Regions from separate parts of the Mus musculus genome. Here regions 1, 2 and 4 are each linked to region 3. Evidence: chromatin contacts called from public HiChIP or PLAC-seq and promoter capture Hi-C data. All regions are on one chromosome and are shown on one strand. The core of a region is the stretch at or near the end of the contact, and the rest is flanking DNA. Distances in the headings are between cores, read along the strand shown.

The links. Promoter capture Hi-C pulls out the DNA fragments that hold promoters and counts their contacts. HiChIP or PLAC-seq counts read pairs in DNA pulled down with a chosen protein or histone mark.
Region 1: a contact with region 3 is called in a promoter capture Hi-C map of embryonic stem cells, with 4 times the contacts expected there. The contact joins the promoter of 1700030O20Rik here to the promoter of Rab21 in region 3. A contact is called at or near these places in 3 of 39 promoter capture datasets (embryonic stem cells, liver and pre-B cells).
Region 2: a promoter capture Hi-C map of embryonic stem cells shows a contact between it and region 3, with 4 times the contacts expected there. The contact joins the promoter of Kcnmb4 here to the promoter of Rab21 in region 3. A contact is called at or near these places in 6 of 39 promoter capture datasets (the C10 cell line, embryonic stem cells, hippocampal neurons and 3 more) and 1 of 115 datasets of contacts at active chromatin or transcription factors (large pre-B cells).
Region 4: a contact with region 3 is called in an HNF4G HiChIP or PLAC-seq map of pancreatic cancer cells. The contact joins the promoter of Cnot2 here to the promoter of Rab21 in region 3. A contact is called at or near these places in 6 of 39 promoter capture datasets (the 3T3-L1 cell line, the C10 cell line, erythroid cells and 2 more), 2 of 484 Hi-C or Micro-C datasets (both in the G1E-ER4 cell line), 2 of 115 datasets of contacts at active chromatin or transcription factors (pancreatic cancer cells and pro-B cells) and 1 of 9 other capture datasets (liver).

What each region holds. Positions count from the first base shown.
Region 1 is chr10:116,727,807-116,730,506 of GRCm38.p6, forward strand. 1700030O20Rik (RIKEN cDNA 1700030O20 gene) reads right to left here and starts at 1,371. Exons shown (of 3, transcript NR_045345.1): 1 at 1,271-1,371. It overlaps 4930579P08Rik (RIKEN cDNA 4930579P08 gene), which reads left to right and starts at 1,447. Exons shown (of 3, transcript NR_131036.1): 1 at 1,447-1,646.
Region 2 is chr10:116,472,227-116,474,926 of GRCm38.p6, forward strand. It overlaps Kcnmb4 (potassium large conductance calcium-activated channel, subfamily M, beta member 4), which reads right to left and starts at 1,297. Exons shown (of 3, transcript NM_021452.1): 1 at 960-1,297. The coding sequence starts at 1,295. Kcnmb4os2 (potassium large conductance calcium-activated channel, subfamily M, beta member 4, opposite strand 2) reads left to right here and starts at 937. Exons shown (of 3, transcript NR_130644.1): 1 at 937-2,161; 2 at 2,259-2,407; 3 at 2,540-2,700.
Region 3 is chr10:115,314,318-115,317,017 of GRCm38.p6, forward strand. Rab21 (RAB21, member RAS oncogene family) reads right to left here and starts at 1,274. Exons shown (of 7, transcript NM_024454.1): 1 at 877-1,274. The coding sequence starts at 1,029.
Region 4 is chr10:116,580,244-116,582,943 of GRCm38.p6, forward strand. It overlaps Cnot2 (CCR4-NOT transcription complex, subunit 2), which reads right to left and starts at 1,268. Exons shown (of 16, transcript NM_001037846.3): 1 at 1,210-1,268.

The sequences.
Region 1 (2,700 bases), core at 121-2,620, 1.4 Mb after region 3:
CTTCTGTTCCTCCTCTGCCACCAAGGGCTTCCAGTGAGTCAGTTTACCCTCCCCCATCCAGCTCAGCTAGACTTTTCAGTTAGAATTCCGACACCTTCCTGCTTTCGGAAAAACAAAGGCTCCCAGGGGCCTTGTGGCTCTCTCTCTCCAAGCGCGCACTTCATGAACTGTTTGGGACTGTGGGATTGCAGCTCAGTTTCTCTCTCCATTTTTCCACAGTCCTTGTTGCGTCTCCTTGTGAAGCCTGACTTGCTGGGGTTTGGGAGTGGGGCGCCGGGGGAGAAGAGGATGCCAACACTCACTTGAACAAGGGCTGCTCTCAGTCAGCTCGTTCAGATTACACCTCCAGTGAAAGATACTGAAAGTACTGGGCATTCTCCTGCCGTGAGCTTTGCGGAAATGATAGGCTGGCAACCCAAGAGAATAAGTTCAAGGCTAGCTTCACACGGGGACTGTAGGCTGCAGAAAAGTGCCGGCAGCTTAGGAATGAAGGCTGAGGGCAAGAAGGGCCAAAAACTCCAAGCGCACAAACTCCGCACACCCCAAAAGATCTGAGAGAGTATTAGAAAGACAAACGCGCCCCTTCTAGCTAACAGATGAGAACACACAGCCAGCCGGACCCGTTGGGAGGGAAAAGCGACCTGTGGCTGCTGTAGGTGGGAGAAGAAAAATCAGGAAACAACTTCAGCTTGAAAGAAGAGATGTTAGACACAAAGTAGTAAGACTAGCAGACGGTTCAGCGGCCAATCACACTGCTGCTTCCTTCAGTTTAAGGGGAAAAGGAAGTTACCCAAAGATGTTGTTTGCCCAGAATAAGAATTATAAGAGTATTGTATATTTATTTATTTTAGTTATTTTCAAACTGAACAAAGCGATACTTTCATCATCAGAAAGAGATGTTGTAATTGTGTTCTCTGTAAGAAATGTCTAGATTCTCTCTTTTTCTTTTTTTGACTTAAGCCCGGTGATGCACGTTTCTGTTTGTAGTTCATAAAGATCCTTTCTGTCTTTCACACTGACTAGTGGAGCCCTCAGAATGAACCCGTGGCCTCCATAGGGAAAGGGAAGCCTTTTCCACGGGAGGTTGGTGCTACAGGAGACCCCCTCCCATCTAATTGGCCTTGAAGGTAGTGTGTTGTTCAAGGTGAGCCTGCGCCTTACTCCTGTGGGAACCTGCTTTAGCTGGGCTTCCCTCTTCAGGCTGTCCCTTACCCTGCGGGTGGCCTAATAAATACAACTCCTTCATGGAACCTGACCCACCACCTCATACCTGTTTTCAGGCTGGCTCTGTGACAGAAACTGGAGAGGGAGGAGGAACGGGAAGGAATTGCCAGAGCAGGACTTGAAGAGTTAGGTAGACCAAGCTAGGAGGCGGGGGTGGGGGGTGGGGATAGGGGGGTGCGGGGGGGGGGGGGGTGGTGGGATGAGGCGGTTGGCTCCGCGCCTGCGCTGTAGAGGTCCAGGTCTGTGTACACAGGATGTCTGCAGCCTGGTCCAACAGCTGTCTATATCTCAGACCCAGTTGTGCCTTCTGCTCCTTGTTTTGCCTTCTCTTTGCTTGTAATGGCGAGCTCCCACACACACTGTGAAGGACTCTTTAGACCAGATTGTCTGTCTTTCTGCTCAGCAGCTCCAGCTGCCCGAAGGTGGGATGAACCTGTCTGCTCTGGAGCCAAAACTAGACCATCCCTCTCCCAAAATTTGCATCCTAAGGAGAAGCCTCGCAGCTTGGTCTCAAATAGAGTATAATTCTATGTATTCTTAGAAAGGGGGACACCCCACCCCACTCCCACCCCAAGCCAGGCCTGATAGTCTTGATTGTACGTTTTTTTTTTCCTTTAATTTTTTTTTTAATGAGTGCTTTAACTGAATGTAGACCTGCATATCAGAAGAGCAGAAGAGGGCATCAGATCCCATTACAGATGGTTGTGAGCCACCACTTGGTTGCTGGGAATTGAACTAAGAACCTCTGGAAGAGCAGACAGTGATCTTAACCGCTGAGCCAGCTCTCCATCAGATGTGGGGACTTGTAATCTTAGCTACTTGGAAGGCTGAGGCAGGGGGATTGAAAGTGCCAGATCTGCCTGGGCTACAGAGTGAGTTTCGGGGTCAGCCTAGGTGACCTAGCAACATTGTCTCAAAATAAGCCCAAAAATCTGTAAAATCAAAAGGTGAAAAGAATAGGAATATCTCTCTGTGGTAGAGAGCTTGGCTCACACATCTAAGTCCCTGGATTCCATGGTTCCATTCGAGAGAGAGAGAGAGAGAGAGAGAAGGGGGGGGCAAGGTAGGGGGGAACTTCTCTGGAGGAGTGTGTGAATTAGAATTTAATAAACAGATGGCTTTCTGGATCTATGAAAGACAGAGATTACAATACCTACACAAAAGGCTTTTCGGGTGTGAAGTGCCACAGTGCACATAACTAGCCCAGTGCTACAGAGAGAGTGGGGGGGAGACACGAATGTATCACGTGAGAAACTCCTGTGAACACAGCTAAAGAAAATTCGTTCCCTTAGTGTCCTCTCTCCATTTAACAGCTTTTTCAGTCTCCCGTCCACGTGCCCTTCCCCCTCCCTGTTTCATCTCATTCTGCCTCTGTCTCCAAGCAATCGGGAGATGACAAGTGTTTGTGGAAAGATCCACACCCTGATTGGAACAGCTGCCTTCTCAAGTGGGCCTGACTCAAAGGTGCCCACAGGA
Region 2 (2,700 bases), core at 47-2,546, 1.2 Mb after region 3:
CTGGCAGCAGAAAGGAACACAGGCATCAAAGAACCCTCCTGCAGAAGCAGGCACACTGCAAGGCTCAATTAGTTCACGGACTGGGGACACAGCTTTTTATAAGTGCTTTCCTACCCCGGGGAAGTTTTCTGAGTCTCCCTCTCTGCTCTCCAGAGGCTAGAAAGTCCTAACCAGGTTTTATCTATTTTTTTCCCTCTTTTTTTTTTTTTTTCCTCCCCTGTAACAACAAAAGAAGTTGTCAGGAAACCGCTGCTTGGTATATGTCATCAAGGGCTTTCTATTTTCGGTAAGTTGTTCTCCTACTTACTCCTTAGTTACAGCTTCTCATTGTGCCCAAACACTCAGAGTGGTTAGGACCCTTCAGCCTCCACCACCAGCACCAAGCAAACCAACCCGACCTCATCAGAATCTCTTCTTGGATTCCTCCTGATGGCTGTTGACCCCACCCTCACCATCCCAAGTCTATCTGTAGACCTCAAGTTAAAAACTTCAGTTTAGAACTAAAATTCAAAAGTCACTTAAGATACTTTCCAGAAGCGAAGAGACCCCTTTAACCTCTCAAAGAAGGGAGTTCTTGAGCCCCATAGAAGCTCAGGCCATATACTGGAGTACCTGGGTCCTGGGCTATCCCATGGCTACATTGGAAGGAAAAGTTAACTTTCTTTGCTCCTTGAGTTTAGGCAACCCCTTCCCGCAGGCGCTGGACCTGGGGTGGTCCGGAGCTCAAAAAAATCTAAGAACAGAAAAGATCTGTTTGCAGAGAGGCTCGCGTACCACCGCCCAGTAGGCAAACACACCCCGAGGTCTGGAGCCCTGGGCTCCAGGGATGCGTGCATGCACCTCATGCCTCCCTCGCATCAACTCCGAGCGAGGACAGTGCACTCGATTCTTCCCCTGGGGTCTAACCGGGACGTTGGCCCCGAACCTGCACTGTTAGGCGGGAGCTCCCGCGCGCTTACCTTGGGGTTGGTCAGGAGCTGGTGCTGGTCGCTGTGTAGCAGCGCCCTGGAGTTGGACTCGGAGTTGTTCACGTACACCTGGACGCAGGGATACTGCGAGGTGCCCCTGCAGTCGGTGCCACAGGTGAAGGTGCACTCGAACACCTCGCCGATCTGCTGCACCGACAGCACGGTGCAGTTGGCCGCCGTGGCTTGCAGATCCTGCAAGGCGGGACTGAGCCAGCAGAAGCCGAAGATGAAGAGCGACAGGATGCCGGAGACGATGAGGAACAAGCCGAGCCGGATGCTCTTGTCTTCGGCTTCCGTGTACTCGTAAGACACCCTGAGCTTCGCCATCGCCCCCCACTCTCCACGGCTGGCGCGCTCCCCGCCCCCTCCCGCCCCCGGCGCCGAGCTCAACCGCCTCGGGCGGGAGGAGCCGCCGCCGCCGCCGCGCGACAGCAGGGGAGTGGGCGGCGAGGGGGCGCGCGCGAGAACAAAGGGGCCGAGGCCGGCGACGCCCCCGGCGGCGGCGACGGCGCTGCCCGAGGCCGGGCTCCCGGGTGCCACCGCCGCCTCACAGCGTCCGGCACCCCGGGGCTCCCCGAGCCCGCCCCCGCCCCCGCGCGCTCCGCGCCCCGCGCCCGCCTCCCCGCGCGCGCCGCCCGCCTGCCATCGCCGCGGCCGAGCGCCCGGCGCCCCGACGCTGGGAGCGACTGGGCTGCTGAGCCCTGGCTCCGCGTTGAGCGAGGCTGCTCCTCCCCGCCCTGGGCGCCGCCGCCCCGCCCCGCCCCGCGCCGCGCCCCGCAGCTCCCGTGGGCGAGCACCCGGGCCGCCGCGAGCTGCTCTCGGAATCCTCGCCAGATGCAACCTGGAGAGATGGCGGAGACGGTCGAGGCGAACGCTTAGCACCGAGGGAGCGTGGCTGGGGAGAAAGTTAAAAGAGAGAAAAAAAAAATTTTTTTAAGTGGGGGAGGATGGCGTGAGCGTGCGAAGCGGGAATCTTCAAACTCCGATCCGGGGAGCTGCGGGGCAGCAGGCGCACCGGCAAAGGGAGCTCCGGTGGCGGCGAGCGACAGAGGGCACCGGCGCGGACGCGGGGGGATGCCCACAGGCGAGCGGCCGGGAGCCGGAGGTCCCCGCGGATCCCACGCCGCCACCGGGACCGTGCAGGCTAACACGATTGGAGCCTTGAGCGTCGGTGGACTTTCCTGGAAAAATAGGTGCCAGACAGCGGGAACGACCCCTAGGGGGTGGACGCAAACAGGTGGCAAAGCCTGGCCTCGGGCTGGTGAGAGCAGACTCTGTTGGCCTCTTTAGGAATATTGCCACCCTTAGCTGGCCCTGAGATTTGCAGGTGAGCTTTTTCTGGAGCTCTGTGCAAGGCGACCGCGGCTTGCAGACACTTTGGAACTCCACCCTATCGATGTACACCTTTATTCAGCCTCTATTCTCCTGACTTTTCCTTTGTAAGTTTAAATTTGCTTTTTACCTACATTTTTTTAAAGATCATAAAACCAAACTTGAGAACTGTTTAGAGCTGCGTTTGGAAGAATAAAGTTGTTGTTGTTGTTTTAACCCTCCTTTTCTTGTCTTTCAAGTCCTAGATGAATGAACTCAGGCTCCTGATGAATAACAGTTGCCAAGTCATGGAAATGTTAAGCCCACTCTACCAGACTTCAAACCCTTTGGCTGGCACTGACAGAGTTCTGGCATGTTATGCTGATGGGTATTTCCAAACAATGGTAAAGGAGACCTTTAG
Region 3 (2,700 bases), core at 24-2,523:
TCACTAGCTTTTTTAGCCTCTGGACAGTCTGATCAAGACATGTTAATAGATAAATTCCTTCGAACACATGCAAACTGATTTTTTTTTTTAAGGAGACCAGGGAGATCGCAGATCCTTCAATGGCCTGGTTTCACTTTCAATTACATTGTAACACTTCCACACTTCCAATGGAACTGTAGAAGAAAGCCAGCGTTTTATGGCCTGACAGTAAAGAAAACGTGTAGCAGCAGTGCCTAGATTTTTTTTTTTTAGTTTGAAGACCGATTGCTGGCCACTACGCAACACGATGTTTCAACGCGGATAAGATCAAACCCCAAAGAATAAGGAAGCCACACGTCCGGACACAAGAAGGCTGCAAAGAAACGGGGTAACCGACAAGCAGCAAACAGTCGTTTAAAACAAAAACAAAAAAACCCTCCAACGACGGGTGTTTTACCACTCCATTTACTTTGAAAGCAGGACAAAATGGAACTTGCATAAACACTTAGTCATCAGTACGCTCTGGAAGTTACAAACCACCTCGTTCGCAAATTCTAATCCGTATCCGAGTTCCTACTTGGCGAAGAAAGAAGAAGGGCTGATGGTCTCGGAGACCACAGAGTGAAAACACCTGGTGTCCCCAGCCGAAGCCCATCAGAGGGGAAAACCAGCACGCAGACCGGGGGACTCCCCGACCTGCGCAGCCTCCACCGGCAACTGGGGACTTTTCCGGGTCCTCTCCCTCCCCACTGTGGGTCTTGACATCTACCGTGTGCTGAGGCCCGCGGGTCCCCAAAGCGATTGCAAAAGGCAATGGGAAGGCAGGGAAGGGGGTTTGACAGGCCAGAGGCAGAGGAGCGGGCGCGGGTCCCCAGCCCGGCTCCCCGGGGTCTGCACCTGCAGGGTGGTGATGTGCTTGTCGTTGAACTTGTTCTCGCAGTAGCGCAGCACCAGCGACGTCTTCCCCACGCAGCCTTCCCCGAGCAGCACCACCTTGAAGGAGTAGGCTCGGCCCGCCGCCGCCGCCGCCCCGCCGCCGGCCGCAGCCATCCCGCCGCCGCTACCCCGCCGCCCGAGCCCAGCGCCGCGCCGAACCCCGCACCGCCGCCGCCGGGGCGCCCGCTCCTCCCGGGCCCGGCTCTTTCACGCCCCGCCGAGCCCGGTGCTCGCCGCGTCCTTCCGCGGGCGAGGCCTGCGAGGGCCGAGAGAAAGTCCCAGAATGAAGGGCCCCGGCCACCACGTCAGGGACCCGAGGCTAGGGGAGAGCTGCCTCTCCTCCCTCTAATGGCGTCTCCTTCCTCCTACGTCACACCCCTCGTCACGTGACCGCGGTGGGCGGAGTCGGCGGCGGGCGAGCCTGGGCCTGTTTCCGCGTCCGCACGAACCGGCTCAGCATCCCGGGAATCCTGCGGTGGGAAGGAGCTGATCTTTGCGATCTGACCCCACTCTGATGGAATAGAATACAGGACATGATCGCCCGGCCCGAGGAATGGTCCCAAAGCGGATAGCCATCACACCAGGGGTCATCACACGCAAAGTCCGGCCAAGGTGCCCTTGAGTCTCTTTCTCTGGGCGCACAAATCCGGGCTCATGAACTTTACAGTTCGTCCACACGGCCAGGTCCTCGAGTCATCGTCCAGGTCTCAGCTTAAACCGGAAAGGCTTCCCTGACCACCCAGACCTTCCCACATCCTTCCATCCCTCTTACTCACTTCCTCACCGAGATATTTCCTAACAATGGTGCGCCTTCTTTATCGCTGCTTGCCACACTCGGTGGAATTCCGATTCGGTTGTAGGTTTAAGAGCAAGGATTGCAGAAGACTTAACTTCTCTCCGTTTCCAGCCCTAAAAGCCCAGGCTAAGAATAAATGCGGTCCCATCATCAGTCATCACTCCTGGTTCCCCAGGATTTCTGTCTATGCTGAGTCCACTTTGATGGGTCTGGTTTATTGGACGATTGCTTATTTTTTCTTCCTGTGTTTCCATTTTATTTCATGAAATACACTTTCCAAGAAAGCAACCTGGTATTTCTGAAATTTTGTAGTTTGGTGTCACTTAAAATAAACTTTCATCTCATCAGACTAATTTTACACTTCAACTTAAAGGCAGCTCATTCGTTCATTCAACGAGGGCGTGAATGTAGCCAATGCTTGCCATTCTCTGTGTCGCATTAGATACAATGTCTCTGTCCTCAGAGAGCTTACATTTTTAACCAAGGAAACAACGCATGCGCAATTTACACACTGCATGCTTTTTAAGGAGAAGCAATTCAGAATGTTTTACAAAGATACATGGGAAGCTAGCTGAGTTAGCGTCCTAGAAGAGCTTCCTGGAGAAAGCTGCCTTTTGTTAGGAGTATCTTCGGCAAAAAGGAGAGCCGTGAAGTAGAAAGGAGCATCCGACATTGACGTGTGACAAGAAGTCAGACAAGAAATCAGAGACATTACCTTTAAGTTCAAGGCCAGCCTCTTTTGAATTGTGAGCTCTAAGCTAATTGGAGCTACATAGCAAGACACCATTTCAGTAATAATAATAATGATAATATTTACAATAATAATGCAAATAGGAAAAGAATTTGTGATGTAACTTGCAAGGTATCAATTCAAAAACAGTCTTTAACCTGGTACAGAATGTTATCGGGTCCTTTTACAAAATTATAATTAGAAAATTGGACAAGGCTAAAATTACGTATGTCTCTCTAGAATCAATCATTTATAAGAT
Region 4 (2,700 bases), core at 18-2,517, 1.3 Mb after region 3:
GTCTTCCCAGATGTTGAAAAGTGGAGATGTCCCCCTAGGATTTCCAAGAAAGTACCTATGTGTAAGATTTATTTATTTTTATTTTCTTTTGGAGGTAAAAGCGTACTGATTGGATCTAACGTAAATGCAAATAACAAAACCTTAGAAATAATTTTACAAAAATAAAATTACAATTAGATTTCCCGAAGGGCCTACAGATAACAAGAATTATAAGCTTTTCTCCTAAGCAAACAGTACCTCAATTAAGAACTACCGGGTTTCTTTTAACCCAACTTATTTCTTCTATGAAACTTTGAAGTGAAGACCTAAAACAAAACGGCAAAAGGTAGAGGGGGCCCGGCGGAAGTAGAAACCAGGGCTTGCAACTTCACAAGAGTGGCTCGGGTTCCTCCTCCGCCGCCCCAGGACCATCGGAACTCAAGAGGCTACACCACTAGAGAGGCTTCCCACTCCAGGCACGGGGGCAGAAGCAGCATCTGAGTTTCTCTCTCGCCTTTCCACCTTGCAAGAAAGGCCCCTTCGGTATAGCTCAGGGCCTGGAGGCTCCCGAGGCCCGTTAGCCAGTGCGATGTCCCCATCTTACACAAACAAACAAATAAAAAAAAAAAAAGAAAGAAAGAAAAGAAAACCACACAAGTGGCGGAGGATGCGCGTGTATGGCCAGAAACGTAAAGCTTCAAGGACCAGCAGCTGCTGGGAACGTGGCAGGCAGGAGCCGTGTCCAGTGGCCGGGGCTCCTGGATGCTGCTGCCGCCGCCACCGCCGCCGCTGCCTTCTCTCCTAGCCCAGGAAGCAGCACGGCGGCAGCGGCTGCTCCGCGCCGGCGGGAGCCGGGGAAGCCCCGCGGCGGGCAGCGGGGGCCCGGGCCTAAGCTCCGGAGCGGCTGCGGCTGCGGTAGCTGCGGTGGTGGCGGCGGTGGCGGCCCGAGCACGGCGACGCTTTACGTCCCGTCCACCCCGCCACACACCCCCTCCCTCCTCCAGCGCCGCCACCCCCTCCCCGCCCGCCCGCCCGCCCGCTCCGCTCTTCCCTCTCTCGATTGGAGCCGAGACAAAAGCAACGGGAAGCGGCGGGCCGGGACGCTACCCGCGGACCCCGGGCGCGACCGGACCAGCCCCGAGGCATTCCCCCGCCTTGAGGGGGCCCCCAATCCGCCTCCCCCGCCGCGTGCCCCGCCGCCAGACTTCCGAAAATTGGCCAAAAACTCACCGCATGAATTTTCTTGTCCCGCGGATCCAAGATGGCGACGTATCCACCGCGGAGGCTGCTGGGAGCAAGACCTTTACCCTCTGACCCCCGCCGTGACCCCCGTCGCTCCGACTCCGCTCGAAGGCGGCGGCGACGGCGGCTGCAGCAGCAGAAGCCGGCGAGCGAGCGAGGCTCGCCGAATGGACGGAACGCCGCCCGTACGCCAGTCGACCGTGAGAAGCACAACGCTCGCCTGGAGCCTTCCCGGGCTTCCGCCGCCTCCCGCGGAAGGTGCGGCGCTGTCTTGTGGCGGTGACCGAGGAGAGTGGGGCCTGGGCGGCCTCTCCGGGCTCCCGAAGCCAGACCGCCGCCACGCCGGGAGCTGCTGCGGCCACGCCTGGAGCTGCGGCCTGGGGTCCGAGCGAGCGGGCGAGCGCGGCCTCGGGGGCGGGGAGAAGCCGAGGGTGGCGTGGGTCCGCCCACCGGGGGACGCGCAGCGTGTTTGTGTTTGTGTTTTCCTCGGACACCCCGCCCCCGAGCACCTCCTGCGGGCTGTCCCCGGGCTGTCCCCAGCCTGCTGCGCGGCGCGGTGCGGTGCGGTGCCTGCGGTGCTTCGGTCCTCCCACCGCCCCGCTGCCTGCGCTACCTGGGTGCGCTCCCCCAGACACCCGCCGCACGCCGCCCGCACCTCCCGAGCAGTGAGTTCCCCTCCGCTGGAACCTAGGCGTTTGATCGCCGCCCCCTCTTCCTTTTCATGCTCCCCTTTTTTTTACCTGCCCCCCCCCCCCCCGGTCTAAACCTGGTGAGAGGAAGTAAGGGGGAAGCGTGTTTTTAAAGCACTGCCGGGAGTACTTAATCTAACCGAACGGTGTTTGTGGCACTTTATTTAGTTCCCGCCCGGCGCGCCCTTGGTAAACCTTAGTGACCAGCTGGCTCATCCACTAGACCTTTTGAAAATACGGTGGCTGTGGTTGGGAACTAAAGTGTTTTGCTCTCCAAAGCCGGACTGTCCCTGAAAGTGAAATTACTTTTTATTGCTGTAATACTCTTAGTTTACACCTTTGAACATCCACAAACTTCGTGTTTTACGGTTACTTAACTTGCTAAAAAGCCTCTTTGTGCTTTGAAGTTGCGAGTTTCATAACGTATCGCTGTTCATGTTTGAGTGGTAGAGCTTACTAATGCGGATTACTACTCATTTGAAGTAAATAAAGTTTCTGCTGTAGTTTAATAAATTACCTCCTTCCAGCCCGCCAGTCTATATAGTTAGATATAGATTCTGTGATAAACGGAAGCGATATATATTTTTATCATAGAAAGCTAAAGGCAAGAAATAGGATACAATAGCCTACGGTGAAATTAAAAGTACCTTTGTCATGGTTTTGAAAGTAATTTGACATAGCAGATATGCAGTATCAGCAGATATGCAAATTTGTTTAAATGCGGACAGGAACTGGTGTAGCCAGTAGAAAAAAAAGGTTTATTTTGCTAGGTTGTTCATTTCATTAAATA